Linked DNA regions of Cyprinus carpio: region 2 is linked to region 1. Evidence: chromatin contacts called from public Hi-C data. All regions are on one chromosome and are shown on one strand. Each heading gives the region's core, a stretch centred on a gene start, on an enhancer-like site or on the middle of the called end of the contact. The rest is flanking DNA. Distances are from core to core; before and after follow the strand shown.

Evidence for each region. Hi-C and Micro-C count contacts between places; a contact is called where the count stands out from the background.
Region 2: a Hi-C map of red blood cells shows a contact between it and region 1, with 3 times the contacts expected there. The contact joins the promoter of LOC109051479 here to the enhancer-like site in region 1. A contact is called at or near these places in 3 of 8 Hi-C or Micro-C datasets (liver, red blood cells and skeletal muscle).

The regions. Positions count from the first base shown.
Region 1 is chrA11:13,836,781-13,841,230 of ASM1834038v1, reverse strand. No RefSeq gene overlaps it. Among protein-coding and RNA genes, the nearest start is that of LOC122146604, 7.8 kb to the right of the region's middle. Within about 2 kb of position 2,495, at least 3 of the 8 cell types and tissues checked have an H3K27ac peak or open chromatin away from gene starts, as enhancers often do.
Region 2 is chrA11:13,888,637-13,893,086 of ASM1834038v1, reverse strand. LOC109051479 (purine nucleoside phosphorylase-like) reads right to left here and starts at 1,975. Exons shown (of 6, transcript XM_042767048.1): 1 at 1,908-1,975; 2 at 1,372-1,535; 3 at 1,126-1,229; 4 at 246-421; 5 at 1-146. The coding sequence starts at 1,930.

The sequences.
Region 1 (4,450 bases), core at 1,246-3,745:
ACATATAATAAACACTATTAATGTATCCATTTAAAAGAATAAAGCAGTGGTTCCCAAACTGGGGGCGCAGTATAGTTAGGGCCCTATGAAATCCATTTTATTTTTTTCCTAAATTTTGTTTTATTTTTTTTTTCTAAATTCTGTTTTTTCCGTTTTAATTGTTCTGTTTTTTTTTTATTTATTTTTTTAAATTAAAATTAACTACTTTTTATTAGTTAAATTGAATTTTATTAATTAAAAAGCATGTCTAATTATTTAAAATCATGAAACGTATACATTTTCACATCAATTTATTAAAAGTTTTTAAAACAATTAAGTTTAGGGAAATATTAAATGTTTTATTTTTTCTCACTATATTATTTATATTTTTTATGGTTACCAAATTCTGTGTTTTAGTATGTCTAATTATTTGAATGTATAAACTTAATTGATTAATATAATTTTTTCTTAAAGTAGCCATATGAATTTTCTTTCCCTCAGAAATTCTGTGTTGTTTGTTTACATTTTTCTGGTTATCAATTGAAGGCATAAAACATTAATTTCATTTATCATTTATCTTTTAATTACTGACAATTACGCAAACTTTATTTTTTGGCAAACAAATGGAATTTACTATTAAAATTAAAACATGGAAGAAATGTTGTGTGATTAATCCTTAAAAAAAAAATAATGTTTGTTTCATTTTAGTTGTAGTGGAAGTAGTATTAGGCTATGTATATTCTACTGAAAAATAGGACCGGACTTTTATTTTGATGGGTTGTGGCGAATACCTTTACAGTTTTGTGTATGTGATATGCTAGTTTTACTCAAATAAAATGGTAAAGTGCTCATGAAGTGACTCTCAGAGCAGTTTTGGAGATGTTGTTCATGTGTTTCTGTCCTCATTTATTGAGACGACAGACGCTGACATCACCAGCGAGAGTCAGGCGCGCTTAGTAAGTTAAATGAAACCACGCCTCTGCGCCATTTATTAATAGAGACACGCAGAACTTGCAGGAATCATATTAAAATCGACGGATTTATATTTACAGATACATATTGTGATTTGATTTAAGTATAATTACTTACTTTTGATTGATTAATTAATTCAAAGTTTGACAAATTCCGTGACATTCCGCATTAAATTGTGAATTCTGTTTTTATGACTGGATAAAGACTACACTGCGCAATTTTACCACTTATCATGCGTCCACTTGCCTGATGTGAACATAAAATATCTTACATAGCCTACTGGTGAAAGGGCCAGTGTAATGGGCCGTACACACCGGGACGAATATCGGCGCGCGTTATTCGCCAGCGTTTTTCAACGCGTTTTTTGTGTTCACACCCAAGCGATTTTCGCTGACGATGAGCCGAGTGAACATGCAAATTCATTCCCTGACATTAGATGGCGCTTAATGTAAAACAGAAATACTAGAAATACTAGTTCTCTTTTATCAAGATTTTTGTAATCGCTGTCGCGTTTGTCATATAGATTCTTTGTGTTCCGACACCAACGAGACCAGCAACTCTACATTCATCTTGCCTTGCATCTTCTTCATCTTATTTCTTCCCGGCAGTGTAGACGCTACTTGGCGTATATCTTCTTCGCCGTTACGTATGTGTGCTCAGCAAGACAGTTTTGTGTTTGAGCGCCCCCAAGTTGTGTTTTACTGTAACTTCAGAAGCTCCAGACACGTGTGCAAAAGCGCCATTCTCATTGGTCTTATAGTTTTTGACGCGGTGCGTCAAACCAAAAAAACGAACCCGAGGCGTTTTTTAAAAAATGACGCTTTTACGCGTGGTTTTTTCGCGTCGATGTGCACACTCACATTGGCGCCCTTTGTTTAGTCACGAGGCGTTAAACGTCGGCGAATATCGCGCGCGAAATTCGTCCCGGTGTGAACAGGCCTTATTTATTGCGTGGGATATTGGTGTGGGGGAGGGTGTAATGGAAACTTGTTTGGTTGTTATGGTCGTGGATATTGTCATGTTATCTCGTGAGATCTCGTGCCACAAGATCTCGTCACACCCCTACTGCTCAATAAACATTTCTTGTTACTATCAGTGTTAAAAACAGTTGTGCAGCTTAGTTTATATATATATATATATATATATATATATATATATATATATATATATATATATATATATATATATATATATATATATATATATATTAGAATTCTTTGATTAAAAGATTTTTTTTTAATTGAAATCTTTAATATAAGTCTTCACTGTCACTTCTGATCAATTTATGACATCCTTACTGAAAGTATTGATTATTAAAAAAAAATCACTGACCTAATAAGAACAGTAGTAACAGTATTTTTGTTAACAAACAGCATTTACTTTTACACTGCAATGTAAAGTAAAATGGTCTCGCTTGTTTTTGTGGTGTGACCATAATATACATGTAAGTGTATGTGTGTTTCAGCTGCATGTCCTGGTTGAGTGTGAAGAGGAGAGGGAGGGTGTGCAGTTGGCCTCTGTGCTCCTCTGACAATGAGGTTAAATCTCTTCTCTCCTCTCCTGTTTAGCAGCTGCAGCAACACAGTGGGGAGCCCACAGGCAATCTGGTCCAATCACACCCTAAAATCCCAGCACTACGTATTATCCAGTACACACACACACACACTGGCCATTAAATGAGCTTCTTCCACAGAGCCCACCCTTCATTTACTGCCTGTTTTATTTATTTATAAAAACAAAAACAGTTGGTCTAAATCAGAACAACTAAAGGGCATCTATTTCCTAAAACATTGCGCTGAAATCTGAACAGCTGCAGAATGAACTCTTTTGAGACTCATATTGAATGCACAAGCTGGTCAGATCATTTCGGACAGTCAGTTTTAGATGATCTGCAAACATATGCTAAAATGTACAAAAGCACACAAGATACATACACACACTGAAGGTTGATTCAAAGGGCAAACAAACTTGCATTTAAAACACACAGGGATGGGGGAATAGAGGAAGACAAACCTACAATTAGGAGAGTTGAGCACAGTTGCCAAGTCATTCCCCTTGAAATCCCCCTTCAATCAATCATAGGGGGAGGGTTGTTGTCGAGAGGTGTTGTCATGACAGGTAATGAATTACCGACTCTCGTTGTTTAAAAAGACCTCACCTTGCAATGTGTTCATGGTTAGTAGCATGTGGGGATGATTTGGACAACAGAAAGAGGCCAAATGCAGATATCAGTCAGGTCACAGATCTCTAGTTTCACATATTTTTTTTTTCTTCTTCTGTCCACTATTGCAGGGGATTAAAATGCAACTCAGTTCCAAATATAAAGCTCCATTATATGTTACCATTTGGTGCAGATTTCTGAAAAAAAAATAAAATAAATGTCCCTATGTATTCAAAACTGTGACCACCTTAAAGGGGTAGTTGTCTCAAAAATCCTGTCACCATTTACTGAGTTGTTCCCAACATGTATGCACTTCATTCTTCTGCGAAACGCAAAAGATGTATTTTTGTTGAATGCTGGTAACCAAACAGTTAACAGCAGCCATTGAGTTCCATAGTATTCTTTTTCTATACTATGGAAGTCACTGACTACCAATAACTGTTTGGCTACCAGCATTCTTCAAAATATCATTTATGTTCAACAAAACTCATACAGTTTTGTATCTTTAATCATTTACTTGTTCCAAATCCAATCCAAATGACTGACTTCCTTCTGCAGAACACACGCCCAGACAGCAAGCAGTTTCGGCCCAGATCCAGCCCACATCTGGCCCGCATGGATTTCACACGGGCCAGATGTGGGCCGGATCTGGGCCGAAACTGCTTGCTGTCTGGGACACAAATGTTTTTTTTTTTTTTTTTTTTTTTTTAAGGTCCCCATTAACTTTCATTATTTGAACGCAAACAGATTTTTTTTTTTCATGTCATACAGCTTTGAAACAACATGGGGGTGAGTAAATGAGGAAACAATTTTTTTTTATTTATTTATTTTGTGAACTATCCCTTTAGCAGTTATGGCCCTGCTTTAAAGTCCGCTTAGGAAACACAATTGATCAAACAACATTGATTTATCTGATTGGGTGTAGAAGACAGCTTTAATCAAACCACACTTAGGATGGGTCAGCCAGATCAATTCAGAATTTCCAATTACTTTTAATTAGTTCCTTTCAATCCTTTAGTAAAAGATATCTTGATCCTAAACAGTATATCCAGAAGAAAGGACCAAAAAAAGGCAGTTATTCAGGAAACGCTTACTTTTACGATTCAGAAAAATTAAGTTGACAGCCTGGCAAAGAAAAAAATATGAATCTCTTCAGTGATTCAGGTCCAGTTCATGTTGTGATTTTAAACTGTTTTAATGTCAGCACACTCTTGACAGTATTTGGCTGGATTCTGCACGATAATCAATTTTCACAGTCACGCTTCCCTGTGTCAGGGAACCATTTGGCGTGGCATTATAAATATGAAAACTATGAAAACTACGAAACTACGAAAAATA
Region 2 (4,450 bases), core at 726-3,225, 52 kb before region 1:
TGCTCTCAAAATTGGGTCCTCCCACCATGCAGTAGACGCCCTCTTGAACATACTGGGAGACACCCATGTTCTTACAGATGTCAAACGCCATCTTCCGTAGGCTTTTGTCATAGACCCCAGACATGGGTGGAAATCGAGGACCAAACTTGACAGTGACCGATAAATGATTACATTTCTTTTACTGGTGATTCTAATGAATGAACACTTTTTTTTTAACTCACATCAACATGTACATTGATACTCACTTATCATCATTAGGGCCATTTAGAGGGTTCAATCCAGCAAGTCCAGGGAAGTTAATGTGGTCACATATGATCATAATATCACCACAGCTATAACTGTCCGCTAATGACCCTGCTGCATTAGTGACCATCAAGGTTTCAACACCCAGAAGCTTGAACACTCTTACTGGAAAAGTGACCTGAGAAACACAAGCACAAATTCTGGTAACTGTTAATCCATTTTCAACATCCAGCGCCTTTGTAAAAAACTTCAAGAGCTTGTGAGTGTACTGTACAGGCAAGCTACCAATAAGCCTTTTAAATCGAACCACACAAAAGTTTCACCGAATGGTACATTGTGCTCTGATATACAGCATGTTATTAGCATGACCAGGATGGAGTGGAGTGAATAAACTGTGCGGGCATCCAAAAAGAGAAAATAAATCTCCTTATTCTATCATCATTTTAGACTGCAGCATGACACAGCATGAATAGAACAGTGTTTTGGGGTTACTTTTGGAATGCAATGTGATTCTGTGATATAATATAATTCTAATTGTGACACATGATATAGACAGATTGTGTCATTAAGCAAATAAAGCCTGATGGGACTGTGTTAAACTGTGTTAGCTCAAGAAAGATACATACTTACAAAGATGAACTGAAGTGAAAAAATATCACTGAAAAGTTTAGGGTCAGTAAGATTTTTTTTTATTTATTTTTTTTGTGAAAATTTAATATAGTACTTTTATTCAGCAAGGATGCATTCGAATTTCTGAAGGGTAATGTGACACTCAAGATTAAAGTAATTCATTTTGCAAATTGATATAGGATAATATATTAGTTCATTTTATATTAGATAATTATGATGGCATGTAGTGCCATTGGTTTAAAAAGGTCAAACCTTGCTTAGCGAGTGTCCCTCATACATGTGGAATCGGCCCTGCATGCACACACAGGTCTTCCCTTTGAGCTCTCCAAAAACCAGCCTTGCAGCATGACCCTTCACTGTTTGAATATACAAACACTTAGTCAAGACACATACAAGCATTATCACATAATATATATTTTTTTAGCAAGTACTTTATTTCTGCAAATGGACAAAACACTGATGCAAATATATTATTACATGCTCTGAGCTGTGTCTTACTTGTGCTCTGAGGAAAGCCAGGGATGTCCAAGTATTTGAACGAGTCTCGGCATTTGAGCGCATCCGCAAGCATTCCCAGTCCAGAACCGCAGATGATGGCTACTTTAGGTCTGTGTCGTGTCTGGGACAACAGCCAGTCTGCCGTTCTCTGATAGTCCTCATGGCTGGATATGAGAAAAATAAAAATTAACTTTTGGTTTTAGTTTTATTAAACTGACTCTATATTCATAATAGGGAATTGTGGAATTTAAAACATTTAAATTCAACTAAAATAAAACATGCAATTCATTTGCTGCAAATTGTGATCTGTACCATAACAGTTTTTGAAATAGTCCTTATTAGGTCTATTGTGACTAATAAGTATTATATTTACATCCCTTTGCTTGACCAGAATCATGTTTTATACTGTGAAATGACATACAATACCCAGAATTCAACAGCATTAAACAGAGCTACTCTTTTACATTTCTGAAAAAAAGTAGCTATGTATGATATTTTCCATCACATACTAAATCCTAAGATAACAGAAAACTTACCAGATTTGATCTTTACTATGCATGTTGGTCTTGTGTGTTCGTCTTAAAGAAAGTTTTAAAACGCAGAGTGATCCTGGTGTGTGAACGAGAGAGCAGCCCTCTCCATTTAAGTAAACCTAATCCCTGACCTCACTAACACACACAAACGCTCTGATAGGTTACAACTTAGTATTAAAGTTTAGTCATGCCGAATGAAATGTCTTGTAATTTGTAGGTGTGTCTGAGTTTAATTATCAGAGGCGAGTTACACTTTTAATCAGATTTGGTGGATGTAAGCTTTTAAACCACTTAAGAAATCTGGATACATTACAAATTCAAAGTTTAAGTGCATCACAAGAGTTTTTTTTTAACATAATCATAGTCATTGGACCAGAAATTATCAATTGAGAAGAAAGCAGAAATGAATAACAATAACAAGAACAACATCTGACTATAGATAAATTAGATGCATTAATTTTCTACTATACTGCCTTTGTTTCCTAGTTGTAGGTATTTTCTAATGTATGCTGAAATTGATGATCAGTATTCTTACTTTTCAGTAAAAGTTTGATGGAGAATTGTAGGTCACAAAGTGTGTATAGAGCCAGTATGCAGTATGAGATCTGCCAATGGGTCAGGCTCGAGTTCTGCCACAGGATCGGTAACATGTGAGGCTCATTACCAGGGGTACAGACTCCAACCCAAATCTAAAGCACAGGACCAGAAAAATTTAATTTGGGGACCTCACAAGATTCGTCTGATTGCAAGCATTTTTCCACTTTTAGATGCAGGTCCGGAGGCTTGTAAGAACATTTCAAAGGTATAATGCAACTTCTTTTCTCTTGTCTTGACATCAGACAGCTTAAGAGAAAGTCTGAGAACAACAGACAGAGAGCGAGAGTGTATACCTCTCTGTAACTACATTAACAATGTTGAGTGCCAAGCATACCCCATGCATCTTGCTATCTCTCCATTTGCTCAGACGTAATCTGTAGCGTATAAGGCACATGTGATTTCACCCACTCGAATCTGATTGCCCAATTCAATCATTATTAATGGATTCTAAATAAAAACACAAAATAAGAGTGGAATGAAAAACCTCTATATACTGTATTATAACATTTGATGCAAGTACTGAAATAGCATCGGAACAGATCAGGAGAAATGTACGCATTACATCACTTGCTCACCATTGGAACCTCTGCAGTGAATGGATGCCAGAAAAATATGAGAATTAAGCAATATTATGGATAGAGGACCGGTATTTAGACAGAAGCAGTAGTTTGAATTTAAAAACGTCTTAATAATGGATTTGTTACATGCAGCTGTCATTAATTAATGGACTGGAGTGGTGTGGATTACTCTGTTTTTATCAGTGTAATGTGCAGGGCCTTTAATGGCAAAACAAGGAAACGAACAACAAAGAACAGGAAATAAAACCACATGCAAAATGTCACATTATATTAAAAAACTGACATGGCACAAGAGAAACACAAGGGCTATTTAGACAGAGGAGAACAAAAGGAACCAATGAATTGCTGTGGGAACTAACAAGGAGTGGGTGTGGTCCAATGAGTAGCTATGGCAACTAATGAGTGTAACTATTGGGACAAACAAGGCACACAGCAGACAGGGGTAGGACACACACTGGATAACCGTCTCAGGTTATGCATGTAACTACGGTTCCCTGAGAAGGGAATGAGACACTGTGTCCTCTAATAATCGCTATAGGGAAAGCCTTCGGCATGACTGGTGTCTGAAGCAAACGTCTAAACAATAACATTGGCCAGCGACAGCCTATGACATCACTGTCAGTGTGACCACAATGTAAAAAAAATCCAATAAAACACATCATCTTCTTCGTCGTCTGAAGCTTGCATTCGAGGCATAGCAAAAAAGAGGACACAGTGTCTCGTTCCCTTCTCAGGGAACCATGGTTACATGCGTAACCTGAAACGTTCCTTTCTGAGGGAACTCAAACCGTATCCTCTAGCGGTCACTATGGGGAATGTAATACCCACGCTGACATGCCAAGCATCAAGGTGAGCACTAAGAACTTACTCTACCATAGCCATGGAAGTTGCCCCTTGGATGCCTCAGTGGTTGTCAGTGACCATTTCCCCTTCAGCCAAAGGCCTGAGCTATATGCCCCCCCCCCCCCAAAAAAAAAACAACCTTACTTATTTTTTATGGTGTGGGAAGAGGGGGTGTGGACCCAGGGCAGAGCTCAGAAGCTTGGAATCAGATTCCTTAACCGTTTGAGCGGTATGATATATATGTATCCCACATATGTGATTTTTATTTTTGTGCCTCTGGGAGTACGGTCCCACATATAGAATTTAGAAAGTTCAGTGATGTCACATAACTGCCAAATTGAAACTGCTTTCACGCTTTGTCTGGTGCTGAGACGCACTCTGCACTTGTCATATAATCACAGTGTTTTTAACCACATAATGTTTATTTTAGGTTTCAGACATTCAAATACACATAAGTACTAGTAAAACAATACATTTAGAGTTTGTAAAATACACACGGATGTCTATGGATGCAGCAATAACAATCCA